2 separate regions of the Mus musculus genome follow, and region 1 is linked to region 2. Evidence: chromatin contacts called from public promoter capture Hi-C data. All regions are on one chromosome and are shown on one strand. Each heading gives the region's core, a stretch centred on a gene start, on an enhancer-like site or on the middle of the called end of the contact. The rest is flanking DNA. Distances are from core to core; before and after follow the strand shown.

Evidence for each region. Capture Hi-C pulls out chosen DNA fragments and counts their contacts.
Region 1: a contact with region 2 is called in a promoter capture Hi-C map of adipose tissue. The contact joins the promoter of Dhx30 here to the promoter of Nme6 in region 2. A contact is called at or near these places in 5 of 39 promoter capture datasets (hippocampal neurons, liver, maxillary cranial neural crest and 2 more), 1 of 115 datasets of contacts at active chromatin or transcription factors (embryonic stem cells) and 2 of 9 other capture datasets (adipose tissue and liver).

Annotation. Positions count from the first base shown.
Region 1 is chr9:110,116,237-110,118,936 of GRCm38.p6, reverse strand. It overlaps Dhx30 (DEAH (Asp-Glu-Ala-His) box polypeptide 30), which reads left to right and starts at 1,321. Exons shown (of 23, transcript NM_001252682.1): 1 at 1,321-1,579. It also overlaps Gm10615.
Region 2 is chr9:109,831,525-109,834,224 of GRCm38.p6, reverse strand. It overlaps Nme6 (NME/NM23 nucleoside diphosphate kinase 6), which reads right to left and starts at 1,431. Exons shown (of 7, transcript NM_018757.1): 1 at 1,418-1,431; 2 at 930-1,029.

The DNA.
Region 1 (2,700 bases), core at 72-2,571, 280 kb before region 2:
AAGCAATTCTTTGTTTCACCTCCTTCATTTCTCCTAGCCTTCTGTGCAATCTAGCAGGAAAATAGCAACTAGTATACTTTCCTTCCTTCCTTTTCTTTCCGTCTTCATTTGAAACAGGGTCTATGTTGCGCTGACTGGCCTGGAACTCTTCAGATCAGAGATCTGCATGTCTCTGTCTCCAGAATGCTAGGTTTAGAAGCATTTCTTGCTATGCAATCCTGGTTGGCTTCTAATTCCCAGTTGTCTTGCTCCAGCTTCGGACCAGCTGAAGTCACCTGTGCTGTGGCACACAGCTAACAATACATTTAAATGGCTGCACAAAAAATAGCATAGGAAAACGGACTGGAGATATGGTTCAGTGGTTATGAACACTTGCCTGATTAGTAGTTTTGTTGTTGTGTGTGTTTTGGTTGATTTGACACAAGCTATAGTCATTTGGGTAGAGAGAACCACAATTGAGAAACTGCCCCCACCAATCTGGCTTTTAGGCAGGGTGGAGGTTTTGGGAGGGTGCCTCCCCTGGGGAGATAGTAAATTCTGGGGCTGTTGTATCAGCCATGAGGCAGTAAGCAAGGGTTCCTCCATGTCTTTTGTTTCCATTCCTGATATGACATTACTCAGTGGCAGGTTGTCACCTATAAGGTGAGAAGTGGTATTTTTACCTCAGCAATAAAAAACCTAAGATAACAGCTGGCCGACAACAGCCTGTAACTCCAGCTTCCAAGGATCTGATGCCATGTCACTTGGTACCACACACATGCACATAGAATTTTCTTCGTCTGTTTTAAATTACGAGCTATTGTATTAGTTCTCCAAATATCACGAAAGGGCACATCCTCAAATATTGTCTTCCCAGCTGTGAACTACTGCCCAACGCCACTGAGTTTCCTTTATCGACGGCGGATTTCATTGAACCCATGCTTCACTCTGTTCAGAGGACAAACAGGCAAACCCCCTCCCCTCGCTCCTGAGTGTCGATGTGGCCTAGACTCGCAGTCGTCCCTCACCACAACCCCCCGAAGCCAGCAGCAAGCGCTACCCTGTCCTTTGCCTGGTTTATGTCTCTGTGAGGCAAAATCGCTCACCTCCCTAAAAGTGCAGAAGACCAAGGGGAGACGCAGGAGAGAAAAGGCGCGACGGACACAGAGCTGCGGCTGGGGATGGAGAGATGAGCCTGAGATGGTCACCCGTCCCCAGCTCCCGCCGGCTCTCGCCGGCTCCCACGGCACAGGCCACGCGCGTCCCCGGCCGCTCCGCCGGAAGTCCCGCCTGTGTCTGGGGCTACAGCCGCGCTCCCTCCAGCCAGTGCCCGGGTGCAGGCGCAGACTGACTGTCTCGCGCTGTGGGCTGAGGAACACTAGAGACAACCTAGGCAGCCGAACCCATCGCGAGCCCCAAGGCAGCGGCAGCCCGCACAGAGAGCCAGGCCGAACAGAGCCGGGGCCGCAGGTGGGACTTCCGCCTCGGGACCCGGAAGAGACCGCGCCGTCGCTGGTGGGAGTTGTAGTCCGGCCGTAGTTGGGGGGGCCCGCGGCTCATGCGCCGTGCACCGAGGCTTGTTTCACATCTGTAACAACAGGTGAATTGGGCTTTTTATTCTACCCTTTCGCGCCCCTTGAAGCAGCCTGACACGGTCGGGGGTGGTCGGCGCGAGGAGGGGTCCCGAGTCCGGCTAGCGGCCTGGCAGAGAGTGGGAAGGAGGAGCTGGCGAGCCCGAGGAGCAGGCCGGGCATCCTAGGCCTGCCCGGGAAGCCGGCCGGGCCGAGCCGTGGGCAGCCAGGCCTCGGCCTGCCGTTGCCATGGAGCCGGGGCGGGGCGGGGGCCAGACCGGTCCGCCGGGGCGGGCCTCACTGCCAGGGGCTCAGCGGAGGCCGAGAGAGGCGGCTTCATTGGCTCGACGACGCCTTCGCCTCAGGGGATGCTCGGTTTTCCCCAGGCTGGGCCCGGAGGAAGTCTCCGGAGTGCCCGAGACCTTTGTCTGCCCCTCCTCCCACTGTGCGGGTCAGGACCGTTCCTCTAAAGGGAGGCCTTGGTGCATTTTTGACTCTTCTGGTTTGCCTCCTTTTGCACCGACCTTGTCAGTGGGGGAGGCTAAGGGGTGAGGTGTTCTTTGTTTGCTGGTAGTGACTTGTCCCATTTTGCAGGGGAAGACCTAATGCATGGTGGGTCCTTTGTTTGCAGTGAAGTGGAGTTCCCAGGGGTCTTCAGAATCCTCAAGCCAAGAGTACAGCGTCTATGTGCTTTCTAGATAGTCCTTGTGTAAGCAATATTGGTCTTTTAATTGCGGCTTTCCAATGCAGAGACTGTTCACCTTACAACCCCCAGTTCATGGGTGTTCGCCATGCATGGTAGCAAATAAACTGCTGCCGTCCAGCTGCAAGGTCTCAACTTGTTTTTGGATGCAACCTACTGGCCAGAGTAAAATTACACCTTTTCTAATGATTTTCCTTGCAACGGTTTCTTGGAATGCAGTGACCCCAGCGCCATGTGCCATGCACCTCTTGACTACATCTTATAATTTATACTTAAATCTCAGAGTCTGACATTTCCAGGCAGGAGAACTCTTTCCTGATTTTATTATATATTATTATTTAGATTTATGATAATGCTTTTTACTTCTACATTTATATATTCTTTGACAAAGTTTCTATGTAGGTGTACCCCACCTGACACCCAAAGATCAAACTTTTCAATATTTTA
Region 2 (2,700 bases), core at 182-2,681:
TCCATTTTAACTATGGAGCCAAGCCTCACCTAACCAGTACGGGAACAGCACACCCATTTAACCTAATAATATTCTAGATGGTCACATGGCACAGTGGCCATGGGGATGTCCTTGAGACTCCCAGTTCCTCACTCTCCACACTATTACCAAGTTCTGAGAATCTCACCTCTACAAATTTGTAAGGACAAAAACGTCCATACAAGTTGGGCAGTGGTGGAGCACGCCTTTAATCCCAGCACTTGGGAGGCAGAGGCAGGTGGACTTCTAAGTTCGAGGCCAGCCTGGTCTACAGAGTGAGTTCCAGGACAGCCAGGGCTACACAGAGAAACCCTGTCTCGAAAAACCAAAACCAGAAAAAAAAAGTCCATACAAATCTTTTCCTTATAATTACCATTACCCCTTTGTCTTGGACTTCTGTGACACCCTCTGTGATGGTGTCTAAACTTTACTCTCGCCACTCTGCAAATCTGTGCTAAAGAACATTACAGCTACTGGAATGAAAGCTAATCATATAGACTCCTCTTTAACCCTCCAAAGGATATTCTGATTTTTGAAGACAAAGGTCCTCACACAGACTCTGGGACGTTAACCTGCCCTTTTTGGCACTTCTGTCCCTGGGCACTCCTCTGGGTTCATGTGGTGCACCTTACTTCTTCTGCTCCAGTGTCATAGGTGTTTTCAGTCCCATGCCTTTCTGGCCTGACTATCTTCGTGTAAGGACGTGTTCCCATCCTCTCCCCCCAGCCCCCAAGTTCCACTCCCTGCTTATCTCCCACTTGCCCATTTGCACTCGGCTCACGTCTGCAGTCATACTTTCTCAATGCTTCCTTCGGTTACATAGTCCACATAAAGGACAGCTTCATGAAAGCACAAGTCCGCTTTGCTCACCATCTTCACCTCAGTCCCTCCGCAGGGTGCCTAGTACATACCTGGATTTCCACAGATCTTAGCTGGATGAATCAGTGCATGAACCTGATCTAGCCATTCCAAGGCCAGGCTGCTAAGGGGTCTCCTGGGAGGACCGGCGATCTGTAGAGAGGGTGTGGTTCCAGTTAGGTTAGGGCTGTCTTAGTTATTGGTTTACAAGAAAGTGCTGCCAAGCAAAGAAACTGGCTTGACTTTGTCAACCGATCAGACATTTACACGTTTTACAAGTTGCCTGGCCAACTGAGGAAGCCACTACTTTAGCGCCCACGCTAGTCACGTGGTCGCTGGCCCGTCAACTCCACTTCTGCAGCCACACCTCCTACTCGTCTCCCTCCCTCCCCAGCCGCCCCCTAAGTCTTGGCTCCCAACCCTCCTATTGCCCTCGTATTCTAGGACACAACCGAACAACCTGGGCTTCTCTACTACAGGCCGAAGCCCACACCAGACTCAGTTATTCGGTCTCCAAAGCGAGCCCGGGTTCTGGGTTCACCTGGTACTCCCGCCAATCCTCCTGGTCACCAGGCACTGAGCAAGATAGCCCACGGGTCCTTTGGGGTCCTTCAGGCACGCGGCAGGGCAGCCCTCCGGATCCTGCAGTCTGGCGCTGCACGCCTGGTGGGCTAGAGAGATCTGTTGCGGCGCCGGCAGCTTGTTTACACAGCGTATCTTCCTCAGGAAAGTCCATTTCTTTATTTTTTTTAAAGGCTTTAATTTAAAAATTTTTTACGTGTAAGCGTATTCTGCCTGCGCATGTATGTTTCACGTGCGTTCCTTGTGCCTATGAAACCAGGAGAGGGCGCTGGATCCTCTGGAACCTGATGGCTGTGAGCTTAGACCTGGGTATTGGGAATATAACCCAGGTTCCCATGAAGAGCAGTCTGTGCCGTACCCTTAACCACTGAGCTATCTCTCTAGTGTGAAAATCCATTTATTATGATGTTTTGCCTGTAGGTATGTCTGGGTACAGCACCAGGGTGACTGGTGCCAGTAGAGGCCAGAAAGGGCTGTCAGCTGGAACTGAAGTTACAGATGTTTTGAACCATTGTGTGGGTTCTGGTATCGAACCCACCTTCTCTGCAAGATCAGTGAGTGCTCTTAAACACTGAGCCATCTCTCCAGTCTGAAAGTTCATTTTTTGTCTGTCTGCCTGTCCTGCTGGTGAAGGCATGAGTTCATTTCTGCTTTCACGGGATGAGAATAACCTTACTATATACCTGCAGTCAGGCATCTTGTTTTAATTTTACTTCCCAGGCCGGCCATGCCCAAGTTTACTTACTTTCTTTTTTTTTTTTTTTTTAATAATATTATTATTTATTTTATGTATATGGGTGCACTGTAGCTGTACAGATGGTTGTGAGCCTTCATGTGGTTGTTGGGAACTGAATTTTTAGGACCTTTGCTCACTCTGATCAGCCCCACTTGCTCTGGTCCACTTCGCTCGCTCAGGTACACTGTAGCTGTCTTCAGACGTACCAGAAGAGGGTGTCAGATCTCATTACGGATGGTTGTGAGCCACCATGTGGTTGCTGGGATTTGAACTCAGGACCTTTGGAAGAGCAGTCAGTGCTCTTACCCACTGAGCCATCTCACCAGCCCCCCAAGTTTACTTTCTATAGTTCATCCTCATTAACATACCTCTGGAGTATAAGAGACCTCCCATGAGCTCAGTTTTCCTTCTGCCTATGTGGCTTCTGCATGCACATACAACACACACAGTGGAAGACTGGTTGCATAGTTTACATGTGTTTCAACCATTCTCAACAACAAGCCAGC